2 separate regions of the Sus scrofa genome follow, and region 2 is linked to region 1. Evidence: chromatin contacts called from public Hi-C data. All regions are on one chromosome and are shown on one strand. Each heading gives the region's core, a stretch centred on a gene start, on an enhancer-like site or on the middle of the called end of the contact. The rest is flanking DNA. Distances are from core to core; before and after follow the strand shown.

Evidence for each region. Hi-C and Micro-C count contacts between places; a contact is called where the count stands out from the background.
Region 2: a Hi-C map of liver shows a contact between it and region 1, with 7 times the contacts expected there. The contact joins the promoter of RPL11 here to the promoter of KDM1A in region 1. A contact is called at or near these places in 1 of 5 promoter capture datasets (liver), 4 of 47 Hi-C or Micro-C datasets (heart right ventricle, liver, psoas muscle and 1 more) and 1 of 2 datasets of contacts at active chromatin or transcription factors (skeletal muscle).

Annotation. Positions count from the first base shown.
Region 1 is chr6:80,900,222-80,906,781 of Sscrofa11.1, reverse strand. It overlaps KDM1A (lysine demethylase 1A), which reads right to left and starts at 3,286. Exons shown (of 22, transcript NM_001112687.1): 1 at 2,874-3,286. The coding sequence starts at 3,227.
Region 2 is chr6:81,520,767-81,528,107 of Sscrofa11.1, reverse strand. It overlaps RPL11 (ribosomal protein L11), which reads right to left and starts at 4,598. Exons shown (of 6, transcript NM_001001638.1): 1 at 4,457-4,598; 2 at 4,449-4,454; 3 at 3,494-3,600; 4 at 3,065-3,196; 5 at 1,682-1,792; 6 at 1,183-1,257. The coding sequence starts at 4,598. The coding sequence ends at 1,228.

The sequences.
Region 1 (6,560 bases), core at 2,037-4,536:
TACATAATTACATACACATTTACTTGTTTACATAATTATACACACGTTTATGTATACATAATTTTTTCATTGTTCTCTAGTTTTATTATTTTTCAACATACTTTTTTTTAAGAGTCCCCCAAACTGAATAAGTGCTCAGGCCATGAAATATAGATATATCCCTTTCATAAGCCATTAAACTCTTGAAGCAAGATCCATCTACACTGCCCACACATCTACGGACAATTAATCTTCAACAAAGGAGGCAAGAATATACAATGGGGAAAAGAAAGTCTCTTCAGCAAGTGCTATTGGGAAAGCTGGACAGCTAAATGTCAATCAATGAAGTTAAACACAGAGTCACAACACACATAAAAATAAACTTGAAATGGCTTATACTTAATTATAAGACATGACATCATGAAACTCCTAGAAGGGAACACAGGCAAAACATTTTCTGACATATATCATACCAATGTTTTCTTAGGTCAGTTCCTCAAGGCAATAGAAATAAAAGCAAAAATAAACAAATGGGACCTAATCAAACTTATAAGCTTTTGCACAGCAAAGAAAACCATAAAAAAGGCAAAAAGACAACCTAAGGACTGGGAGAAAATTCTGTGACTGACAAGGGCTTAATTTCTAAAATATACAAACAGCTCGTACAATTCAATAATAAAAAAACAACCTAGTTGAAAAATGAGTGGGAGACTTAGACATTTCTCCAAAGAAGATGTACAGACAGCCAAGAGATACATGAAAAGATGCTCATCATCACTAATTATTAGAGAAATGCTAATCAAAACTACAATGAAGTACCACCTTATACCAGTCAGAATGGCCACCATTAAAAAGTCTACAAGGAGTTCCCGTTGTGGCTCAGCAGCAACGAATCCAACTAGTATCCATGAGAACTTGGGTTCGATCCCTGGCCCTGCACAGTGGGTTGGGGATCTGGCATTGCTGAGAGCTACGGGATAGATCGAAGACATGGCTCGGACCCTGCATTGCTGTGGCATGGTATAGGCCAGCAGCTGCAGCTCAGATTCAACCCGTAGCTTGGGAACCTCCATATGCCTCCAGTGTGGCCTTAAAAAGCAAAAAAAACCCAAAAAAACCCAAAACACCTAAGGGGAGTTCTCGTTGTGGCTCAGCCGGTTAAGGACCTGACATTGTCTCTTTGAGGATGCAGATTTGATCCCTGGCCTTGCTCAGGATCCAGCCTTGCAGTAAGCTTGCAGCATAGGTATTGCTGTGGATGTGGCGTGGGTTCCCGATGCAGCTAAGATTCATCCCTGGCCCTGGAATTTCTATATGCCCCAGGTGTGGCCATAAAAAGAAAAACAAACAAAAAGCACTTGGGGAATTCCCACCATGGCTCAGTGGAAACTAGTATCCATGAGGTTCGATCCCTGGCCTCGCTCAGTGGGTTAAGGATCTGGCATTGCCGTGAGCTGTGATGTAGGTTGCAGACTTGGCTCAGATCTGGTATTGCTGTGGCTGTGATGCAGGCCAGCAGCTACGGCTCAGATTAACCCCTAGCGCGGGAACCTCCATATGACGTGGTTTCGGCCCTAAAAAAGACAAAAACAAAACAAAACAAAAAACAAACCAGTTGGGCTTCTGCCTTCTACTTCATTTCTGAGAGTTGGGAGTTGCCAACCTCTGTGCCTTTCTAACTCATGTTTTAGTAAAAGCCCCCTCAGAGACTTCTCTCCTTCATACTGAGCACAGAGTATTCTCAAAGGGGCAGTTCAACCTGAAGGCTCTGTCTGGGCAATACTCAAGAAGCTCCTCATACACATTTATGTGTTACATAAATTACACAACTTAAAATATTTACTTACTTAAAAGTTCTATGTACATACATTTCCAGTTTTTCCAACTGTACCATGAAATCGCCAGAAAAGGCCCAAGTCTAAAGTTTGTGCCCTAGTACTGCCCCAGTGTTCTGCTTATTGCTGGTGTCCCATGTGGTCCTTTGTTTCAGAGGCTGATGATACCTTATCACATTGTAAGTGTAGGGCTTACATTCCAGTTCCACCACTTACCCAGCTTTGTGACTCTGGGCAAGTTGCTTAAACTGTGTGCCTCAGTTTACTCATTCCTCAAGTGGGGCTAGCAATACCTGCCAATTGGTGTTTAGCCAAAATACAATGTTGGTGACGCTCTGAACACAGCACCTGGCACCCAGAGATGTGAGGCAAGCTATCGCCTGTACATATCGTCATGTGACAAATCTTTTTCTTCCTGTATATCTACACCTTGACTAATTGATATTTGCCCTCTTCATCAGCTTCCTCCTTTGTAAAAATCTACGTCAAAAGAACGTTGACAGGATAAAAAGAAAAAGAGGAAAACTCTCCAGCATACAGAAAGGGCTCGAAAAAAAAAACCAAAAAACTTCCTTTTTTTCTGTCTTCAAGGCTAAGGCAATTTCTTTAGCATCATCCTACAGCCCCAACACGCTCCCAGCTGAAACACAAAAATACTGCCGAGCGGCTTCCAGATACATCTGTGAACAAGTGATATACGTCTTCAACAAGGCCCACCACAACTCCACGTCAGGGAGCCATTTTTTCCCAACCAAGAAAAGGAAAAGGTGTACGAGATGCAACGAGTAAAACAGCTCTCCCCGCCATCCCCCTTTCTCCCTGGACGGCCGGGTCCCAGCACAAAGACGCATTCACCGCTGGCAAAGACCTTCCCCTCTCTCACCCCACCCACCCGACTAGTGGGGGGGTGGGTGGAGATCCGTGACTGGGGAGGTCGAGGTGGGCGTGGGGCTCAAGGCCCAAGACCCCGGCAAGCGAGGGTGAGTGGTTATGGGGCTGGACAAGCTCGAGGAAGCTAGGTACTGGGATTTGTGGTTCAAGGGAGGGGTCGCGCCTCACCTTCGCCCGCTTGCGCCGGCTGGTCCGTCGCCCCTCCGGAGTCTCTGCGATTCCCGTTTCCATGGGGGTCGCAGATCCAGGCACGACGGTAGGCCCGGCTTGAGGCCCGGCGGACCCCGGCGGCTCGGCCAGGCCCCCGGGGGGAGAGGCTCGCGGGGGCTCCTTCTTGCGGGGAGTGCGCTCCCCAGCTGCCCCCGGCCCGGCCTCGGCGGGGCCGGACAGGCCCGCGGGCGGCGCAGTCACCTCCGAGCCGTTCTCCGCGCCGCCCGCTGCCGAGGCACCGGCCTCCGACCCGGCCGCTGCCGCCGCCGCCGCCGCCGCTGCGGCGGCTGCTGCTTTCTTCCCAGACAACATCTCGGGCCGCCTGGCCGCCGACGGCCGTAGGGGCCGCTCGGTCTGTCGGTCCGTGGGTCCGAAGCCGCCTTGCCTCACTTCACACAGTCTGCGCGCTACCAACCGCCGCCGTGAACGCACACGCGCGGAGCGCGCTCCCGCCGCGCCGGGACAATAAGGCCAGAGACGCCCACGGCCCCGCCCTCCCCGCTGCCATAGAGCGGCGTCCTCCAGGCTAGAGCGGCGCCATGGCAAACAGCGCGATGCTTTCCTAGAGCGTCTCCTTAGCCTTTGGGATCGGTCCCAACACCGTCCCTACCCTAGGGTTTCTGGGCCGGATTGCACCTCCGAGGGCGACCATTTCCTCCAGGGACTTGCGTGCTCCCTCATTCATTCATTCATTCATTCATTCATTCTCATTCACCTACTTGTCAACTCAACCAATATTTATTAAGCTTTACTGACTGACAAGTTCTGGCTTTCAAATAGTTTACAGTTTAGTGAGGGAAAACACTGACATGTAACTGGTAGATCTTATTTACTATTCATAATTGTCCTACTTGAACTGGGGGAATCTTGGAGAGCAACTGAGTTTCGTGGTAATAAAATGGAAAATAAAATAGGAAACGCAATATGCGTCCAGAAGGGATTGCCCTTGCTTCCAGAGCTTTGTTTATGCTCTTCATTTTGTCTGGACCCTCTCCCTCCTTCACACTCCCTCACTCGCACCCTTTTCCACTCCTACGCTCCCCATCCCCACAACATGACATCTTTCCACTCCAGGTTAATTCTTTCTAATGTCGCTGATGGTGGTGGTGGTTTATTCTTTTAATTCCTCAAGGAATACTTCACTGACTTGGAACAGACTGCGTTCAAGTTTATTCCCACTGGGACATGGAGCGGTAATTGCTTTTTCACAAGTCTGTGTCTTCAAAGCGTAATTTTCAAACAATGGAAGTTTGAGAACTGGTGAAATTAATCTCTAGTGATAGACTCCAATCAGTGGTTGCCTGGGATGAGGGTGGAGGTTGACTTCAAAAGAGCTGGAGAGAACAGGCTGAGAGTGATTGAAATGTTTCCTATCGTGATTGGGGTGTGAGTGTATTAGTCAAAACTCATTTTAACTATACACATAAAATAGGTATATTTTATGTCAACTGTACTTCGATGAAGTTGAATTATTATTATTATTTTTTTAATTTTAGCCACCCTAGGCATATGGAGTTCCTGGGCCAGGGATCAGGGCTCAGTTCCCAGCAGCTGTTTCAACCTATGCCACAGCTACAGCAGCACTGGATCCTTTAACCCACTGTGCCGGGTCAAGGGTCCAACCTGTGTCCTGGTGCTGCAGAGATGCCCCGATTCCCTTGCACCACAGTGGGAACTCCTTGAATTATTATTTTTTAAACTAAGCAAACAGAAAAAGAGACAAGTTCAGAAAACTAGAAGCTATGCCAAAAAGTGTAATCACAATACAACATATGGCTCAGCTGTGAACTACACTGATGGGTCTACAATAACAGATGGAATGAATATTGTTTTAACCAAAGGGATAGAATTATATTGAGAAAATGGAGAAAAGAGAGTGTGGAGACAGGGGTGAGAGGGGTTTGCAGAAGAGGGGGCAATGTGGGAATGGAGGGGGTTCAACATCAGAGCTAAATCCCCATCTACCATCATAAGAAGATAGAGCGTGTCAAAATTGAGCAATTTGGGAGTTCTTGCTGTGGTATAGTGGTTTAAGGATGAGAGTGGTCTCCGCATTGGCTTGGGTGGTTGCTAAGGCCCAGTGGGTTAAGGATCTGGCCTTGCTGCAGCTGTGAGGTAGGTTGCAGCAGCTGTGGCTCAGATTCCATTCCTGGCCCATGAACTTCCATATACTGTGGGAGCAGCCAAAAAAAAAAAAAAATTCAGAAATTCATAAATAACAGTATAAGCATACTATTTAGATATAACAAGATAGGCACCAGAAGAAACCGCTGAAAAGTTGGAATTGGTTGTCTGAGTGGTACAAAGTGAGAAGCGGGTGAGGCAGGAGATGGAAGCTTGCTTGTTTAAACCCTGTAGTTCTAGCTAACAGTTTTGCACATTTAGTAATTTGTTACAATTTAAATGAGATTTTAAAAATATGTGTATCCTTTGACCCAGCAATTCCACTTTCGAGGAAAATTTTCTTGGGAAATATTTAACTATGTGTACAAAGATTTAACTTCCATGTGTTTATCTCAGGTTCCTAAAGGCCCAACAAGTGGCCTTATATAATTAAATATATTAGAATAGCATAGTCATTAAAATTTACATCTGAACATAGAGAACTCCTAGAGTTCCCATTGTGGCTCAGTGGGTTAAGGCTCTGATGTTGTCATGAGCTGTGGTGTAGGCTGGCAGCTGCCCCTCCCATTCAACCCCTAGCCTGGGAACTTTTAGGTTTCCAGATGCGACCCTTAAAAAAAGAGAGAGAGAGAGAGAACTCCCATACAAAATAGTGAGCATATGTCAAAGATTTATTTTACTCATTATTGAGGGAATCAGCAGGATGGTAAAGCTGGTTCAAGGGAAAATAGGAGAAACTGATATAAAGTCACTGGTCAACGGAACACAGAATGCTGGACTAAGACTGCAAAGTTGAATAAGAAAAAAAATGGGGAGTTCCTTCATGGCTCAGCAGTAACGAACCTGACTAGGATCCATGAAGATGCAGGTTTGATCCCTGGCCTTGCTCAGTAAGTTAAGGATCCCATGTTGCTGTGAGCTGTGGTGTAGGTTGCAGACATGATTGGGATCCTGCATTGCTGTGGTTGTGGCTGTAGGCTGGCAGCTGTAGCTCCGATTTGACCCCTAGCCTGAGAACTTCCATATGCCGCAGGTGCAGCACTAAAAAGAAAAGAAAAAAAAGTCCTACAAGGCCATAAAACAGTAAATTCTGACATATTTTCTATGAGACAGAATTTATTTATTTATTTTTGTCTCTCTTTTTTTTAGGGCTGCACCCTTGGCATATGGAAGTTTCCAGGCTAGCGGTCAAATAAGAGATACAGCTGCCAGCCTATGCCAAAGCCACAGCAATGCCAGATCTGAGGAGTGTCTGTGGCCTACGCAGCAGCTTCTGGCAACGCCAGATTTTTAACCCCTGAGAGAGGCCAGGGATAGAACTCACATCCTCATGGATACCAGTTGGGTTCTTAACCTGCTGAGCCACAAGGGGAACTCCAGATGGAATTTACTTATATCTGTTTGCAAAAAATCATTTGCAACTTATCCATTTTCCCTAGAAATAATAAATTCATTTAAAACTTTTAAATTTGACTCATTTAAAATTAATTTTTTTAAATTGTAGTAATATACACATAGCAT
Region 2 (7,341 bases), core at 3,349-5,848, 620 kb before region 1:
CTGAATCACAAGAATCAGTCTCCTTCCCAAGTTTTTTACTCCATTTACAAAGTGCTGGCCCTATAGTAAAAGATTGAGAAGTGAATGCACGTTGACGTTTTAAGTGAAACAGAAGTTTATGCTAACTCATTTCATGATTTTCCCTTTTAACCAACTGGATCTCTAAGAGATAAGACTGTATTATCAGAAAGACAAAATAGTCTTATTTTCATAAAGAGTTGGGCATCCCAAATAAGCTTCAGGTTAAAAAATACCAATGAAGGCAGCCAACAAATTAGAGAACCATTTAACAGCAATGAAAAGATGGCCCAGGGACAAGTGAACTCAAGTCACAAGTGAGTGCATTACTGAATTAACTTGTGGTCAAAATATAAACTTGACCAAAAACTATGAACTGGCCAAGTATCGTATCCAACAGAGAAACAGTGGCTTTTGAACATCACTGCTTCAGTTAAGCTGCCTGGAAAAATACAGTTAAGAAAGTCCCATTTTCCCATCAAAGGGGGAGCAAACTGCTAAGAGCCAACACTTCCCACATTTGGAAATACAAAATTAACCCTTTTTGAGCCCTATGCGCCTGGTACAAGCATAAGCATTCTACGAATATTAAACATGTCAACCCTGGGGGACAGATACACTATTACTGCCTCCATGATACAGATGAGGAAGCTGAGGCAGATTTAACGTAACACTAATAAAAGGCAGGGCAGAGAATCAAGTCCAGGCAATCGTATCTCCCTCCGTTCCAACAACCCTAGATTCTCCTTTTAAAGGAAAACTGAGTCCAAAATCGAACCCCAAACACCACATCACGCCAAAGCCTCTAATCCTTTCAGACACCAATGCTGGTAAAACCTCTAGTGAAGAACAGAACACTGCACAGAGGGGGGCCCTGCACCCACTTTAATCAAGGCTCTAAATTCAAACCCCAGCCCAGACCACCCCGATCCCTCTAGGGTCAGTTTCCATGGGACTACTGCCCCACAGCCTGTCAACAAGGGTGTGGTGAGCGCAGGCAGTGCGGCCAGGCTCTCAGGTTTGGGTCTGCCAGGAAATGCTGGCATCCACACAGGGCATGACAGGGTTGTTACCAGCTATTCCCATCGAAGCTTTAGTGGCTTGAGGTCCAAGGACTTGAATATGGCCAGGCTCCTTTCACAGAACACACACAGTAATTGTACATTTCAATGAAAACTTTTTATTAGCCTTTTGAATAGAAACGGGAATTTATTTGCCAGGAAGGATGATCCCATCATACTGAAAGAGAACAGATTTTATTTTTTCAGAACAGGAGGTAACAGTAAAGATCGCAGCAATGGCTAACGTTTGAGAATTCAAATCACACACATGGACTTCAACTGTCAATCCCATATGCTTAAACAGGAAGCTGGCCAGTTTTAACAACTGCTACACTGTGCTCACCTGCACTGTACCCTGAGAAGAGGGGGCTCCTATTAAAACCATATCCCTCCCCTTCCAGCTACCTGCATTCATGGGGCTGCAGAGAAAGCTTGGTTCTGGAAGGTTTAAACCACCAACCCTGGAAGCCCATTTGCCAGGTGCCCAAAAGTTCTATCTTAAAGAAGCTACCCACCAAAGGGTGCTAGATTTTTCACCCCCATATCCCAACTCCATTCACCAACACCACACTCCACCACTTCCTGAGACAGATCAAGTTTACCTTCTGCTGGAACCAGCGCATGGCCTCCTCTTTGCTGATTCTGTGTTTGGCCCCAATGCAGCCTGTCCTGCGCTTCTTGTCTGCGATGCTGAAACCTGGCCTACCCAGCACCTGTCCCAGGAATAACCAACAGTCACCTAGCCAGCTCAAAGTCAAGAGCAGACAGACAAGACTCACACATTGAAGAGATTCCTCTCCGAGTCACCCGGTGGCCCAATGAACTCTGGAGCAAGAGACCCATTCCTCAGTGTCTGATGGAACTGTGACCAGCAGCCTGGAGGACACACCACCTTACTATAGGTTTGCTCTGGAGGCCAGACTTGCAGCACCTCCCCGCCACCCCCACCTAACTTCCAATGGTAGCTAAGGATTCACCACTGCCTCCATATGCCATTTTATAGAGTAACACTTGAATAAGTCTTATTTTCTTATGTGCATTGTAGAAATTTCAAAATGTCCAGAAGCACAAAGAAATAGTTAATTTTCCCCTTCTGCTTCAGCTCCAATGTTCCTTCTTTTTCTTTTTTTTAAGGGCCACACCTACAGCATGTGGAAGTTCCCAGGCTAGGGGTCGAATCGGAGCTACAGCTGCTGGCCTACACCACAGCCACACCAGATCCGAGCCACATCTGCAACCTATACCACAGCTCATGGAAATGCCAGCTCCTCAACCAAGTGGGGACAGGGATCAAACCAGCACCCTCATGGATACTAGTCTGGTTCATTACCACTGAGCCGCAATGGAACTCCCCAAAGTGCTTTTCTTATAGGTTTGCTGTCCCCCGTGAGCATCTACACATCGCTATCGTTTGTGTGGATGTTCAAATCTACTAATGAGGGGGCTGCTGTTGCTTGGGTTCCCTCTAGTCAGGACTCCCGAGTTTTGCGATTTACTCTGATGCCTGACCAAAGCATTACAGTAACACAAATGGCCACTTATGCATTCACACCCCCCCCATCCTGAGCAAAGAGCCTCATTACCAAACTTGCTTCTCTAGATGGAAGCCACCCCATTCCCTGGGTCTGGAGAAAGAGCAGGGAAAGAGCAGCCTCAGTGCAGCCAACCCCCAAGCCAAATACAACCCCAATACTCTCTCCTAAATTTTCAGTTCAGTGGCTGGATGAAATGGTTTCCTTTGTCCATCTTTAAGCCATGGTCAGTGCTAGACCATAAGCCTCACAATGGTAGAGATCTTGCCCATCTCGTTCAGTCGGTGCTAATAACCCCACACCTGTCACCACCGAGGCCTATCTTCCCAGCAGAGAGAAGACAGACAACACTCAAAGCCCCAGTGCAACGTGTGAATATCGAGAGAGCACAGATGAAATAAAGAGAAGCAGATCCCACTCTCACAGACCAGGAGTGGAAACAAGTATTCATACCACGTAGAAGTCCAGGCCGTAGATACCAATGCTTGGGTCATATTTGATCCCCAGATCGATGTGTTCTTGGATCCCAAAACCAAAGTTTCCAGTATCCGAGAAGTTATTTTTTCTTAACTCGTACTCTCGCACCTGTGGAGAAAAACAGAGCAATCATTCCCTGTCAACTCACACCCCTCCACCACTCGCTAGCCTGCAACACTCAGGACCCCAGAAACACAATCCAATGTAATTTGGACAGGAACGAAATCAGATTTTTCCCCCACTCCAAGTCACACTCTACTATGGATTCCACATAACTTCACTAACTTTCCTAGGGAAGGAATGACCCATTAGAAGTTCAAAAGATCTGAAAACAGTAACTATCGCCACTGTCAGTATGTTACTGGCGCTCCTTACTACTATTACCCCATGAGGGGTCAGCCTCACCTTTAGACCTTTCTCAAGTATTTCTTCTGCCTTGGCCCCACGGACTGTGCAGTGGACGGCAATCTTTTCATTTCTCCTGATGCCAAAGGATCTGACGGTGTATCTAGCTGCAGATGGGGTAACAAGGAGTCAGCTCTTGGCACACTCTCACTGAACTCCCCCCTTCCCCAAAACACCACCTCCACAACTTCAGAGGGACATCAGGTATCCACCCACTCTATAGCCGTGGTATTCTTACCAGTGTCACCTATATCTGTTCATCATTCATTTATAACACAGAAAACAGATCTTCCAACTTCCAAGTCACAGACACACTTCAGCAATTAAAATGTTAAAGTCATAATGTCAAAGTCTCAAGAAAGGCAAGTTCACCATCAGACTAGGCCACTGAATAGCTTACATTCGGTAACACTTTACTGTACTTGTACCCCATTTTACAGGAGGCTGTGAGAGGTTAACTTGCACAAGATCAGTTGATAACAAGAGGTAGGCTGTGAATTCAAAGACTTGCTACATTCCCTTACCCTAAAGCAACAAAATTCTAAACACACACTCACCCAAATATATGTCTAACAATAACAATGCCGACATGGTGCTTGGCATGTAGCAGGCATTTCATATAACCCATTCTATCTCCCACAACCTTATAACGAAATATGATCATCCCTGGTATACAAATAAGGAAAGTAAATCACAGACTAGCAAGTCATGGAACCAGGATTTGAACCAGGTTAATCTAAATACACAGCCTATTCTTAACGTAGCCTACATAACCCTAACTGCTAATCAGACTTTGTATTTCAGCCCACCCTATCGTGAAAGAAGATACTCCTTAGGAAACTCAAGAAGGCAACGCTTAAGAGATGTCAACTGTCACCTTCAAAATGAATACAAAACAGACTGGACAACAGGTTAAGTAAGGAACGTCGGGACATACCCAGACGCCACTACTCACCTTTGGAAACACAGGAGTCTGGCCTGTGAGCTGCTCCAGCACCTTGGCTGCCCGGGTCAGTCTGTCTCCACTCTCCCCAACGCAGATGTTGAGGCAGAGCTTGCGGATGCGAAGTTCCCGCATGGGGTTTTCTTTTTCACCTTGATCCTGCTGCAACAGGGAAGCGCCGCGGTCAACACACGGAACCCGCCACAGCTGGCAGCCCAATAGTTACACAGCGTTGTTTCTGCGCATCCCAAACCCCAAAGGAAGCCCTGGAAGTTAAAGAACTAACACTACGTTTGTCTGGGAGGCACTGGAGAAAGACATCTTGGGGTTTTGTTTCTCCTTCCCCCGGGCACGGAACAGGTGAAAGCAACAGGACAGGTATGGTGTAAAAGTTACACTAAGGATGCACCCCAAGGTCAAACTAAGGTGAAGGGCGCCCCCATTACACGACCGACGAGGGGGAGAAAGCAGCGAGCACATGGCTGTGCAGCGTCCCGCACCCGATTCGGAAGCTGTCTAGTAGCTGCGGCCGAAGCCTGGCGTCCGCCCTAAGGGAGAAACCGGTAAGGCTCTCCAGCAAAAAACAAGTTTCAAGGTCCCGGGAACATCAACAGGTCCGGACCCCGCGTCCCAGGCCCCTCCGATCATTTCACCGGCCCTCGCTGCAGCCCGCAGGCCGTGCTTTTGGGCCTCTGGCGGCTGCCCCGAGCCCGCCCCTGGGAGGGTGGGAGGAAAGTGACAGGATCCAGCTCCGTGCCCTCGCCTCGCGTGGGTCCGCCAATTTCGGCACGGCCAGCATTGCGGGATCCGCTCTCCTCGCGCCGCGGGCGAGATAACCCTTACAGGCTCCGCTGGCCCTGGATGGAGGCGGATGAAGGAAAGCAAAGCCGGGGATCCCACACTCACCGCCATGATGGGAAACAGGAAGAGAGTGTGAGACTTCCGACCCGGGGCCTTATGGGCCAGGAGGCGGGCTCTTATCCCAAGCTAACCAGCGAGACGATGAAGAGGAAGAGAGGCGCGTCTGGAACGGCCTAGAGTCGGCTTCCCCTTCGTGGACACAGATGGCAACTGCAGGTGACGCTGGCTACTGGGATCGGGGCTCTCCAAAAGCGGTTTTTAAAGTTCCCTGAATAGGTATATTTCCTTGAGCTTCCCGTCCCTCTTGAGATTGTTCCCGCCCATAGCCTCAGAAACGGGTGGTTCTTGCGTGTTGAGACGGCCAGAAAGACACTAAGTCAACTGTGCAAATTATAAAGTAAAAGTTTTATTCTGTAACAATGTAAACAAATGGCATTTAAATATTTAAATAGTAATTAGAGCAGAGTGTTGGCCAAGAGGGGTAAATATGGTCCTGTCTGGTCTAGCTTAATAGTTATGTGACTTTGGGCGGGTTACTAATTAGACCTCTCTCATCTATAGTTTCCCTCAGTTTATGGGAGTTCCCTGATGGCCTAGTGGTTAAGGATCCAGTGCTGTCACTGTTGTGGCGCAGGTTCGATTTCTGGCTGAAAAAATTTCGCATGCTTGGGTGTGGCCAAACACAAAACACCTCGGCTTTTAAAATTTTTTTTTTTTAACATTTATTCTGGCTACTGTTTTATTGAAGGACAGCTATAACCTCTTTGCATTTTGGCTCTTTTTTTTTCTTTTTTATGGTTGCGCCTGCAGCATGTCACAGCAACACCAGATCTGACCTATGCCCCAGCTTTCCGTGACCCAGGATCCTCAACCCACTGGGCAAGGCCAGGGATCAAACCCACATCCTCACGGAGACCATGTTCAGTTTTTAACCCACTGAGCCACAATGGGAGCTTCCAAAACAGCTCAGCTTTAAACTGAGAACTTATATCACATGGGGATTGCTGTGAAAAATGAATTGTGTAGAGCACATAGTTAAGCCCACAACAAGTGGTTACTCTTATTAGCATAAACCCACTATATTCAAGCAACCCCTCTCCCCCCAGAAAAAGTATTAGGCATGGTATATTATCAAGAGAGTGTCATCCTGCGGGCACACAGATGGCTTGCAGATTGGTCTCTAGCAGACAAGGACTCCAGTCTCAGGCAATAAGAGGCCTCCCTGGGTTGCACTAAATCCTCAACAGCAGGATCCAGCAGGTGCCAGGATCCACACCCCAGGCAGAAGCTGGCTTGGGTTGGCCAATTCCTCTGACAAGGACAAATGGAGACAGGAGAACATACAGGGCTTTGGTAGAAAAGGAGCCAAGGGGCTTTCTCCTGCTGCCATAATTCCTTCCTCGTCCCCACAGGGCAAGAGAGGTTCTTCCTGTTTCATCTTTAGGGGAAAAAAAGGGCACTTCTGGGAAGCTGGGCTATTGGAGGAAGGCAAAGAGAAGAGGCCCATCCTTTGAGCCTCTTCCATCAAGCACCCAGTGCTAGTCCAGAGTAGGGGGCCTCAGGTGGACCCCTCGGATGGGGAAGCCAAGGGCAGGACTGCTCCAGAACTCCAGGGATAGGATAGCTGAATGGATGGGGAGTTCCCATTGGGGCGCAGCAGTAACAAACCCAGCCAGTATCCATGAGGATGTGGGTTCGATCCCTGGCCTCACTCAATGGGTCGGGGATCTGGCATTGCTGTAAGCTGTGGTGTATGTCACAGATTCAACTCGGATCCCATGTTGCTGAGGCTGTGGTGTAGGCTGGCAGCTACAGCTCCAATTCAACCCCTAGCCTGGGAACCTCCATATGCTGTGGGTGTGCCCCCCCCCAAAAAAGACAGCTGAATGCAGCACATGATCCCGGATTGTCTTTTGCCATATTATTAGGACCATTGGCAAAATTCGTAGACTTCAGAAATGTATGTACAGTTATTTAATGCTTGATCTGATTTTGTGAGCTTGGTTACATAAGAGAATGTCCTTGGGTTTAAGAAATACACCTT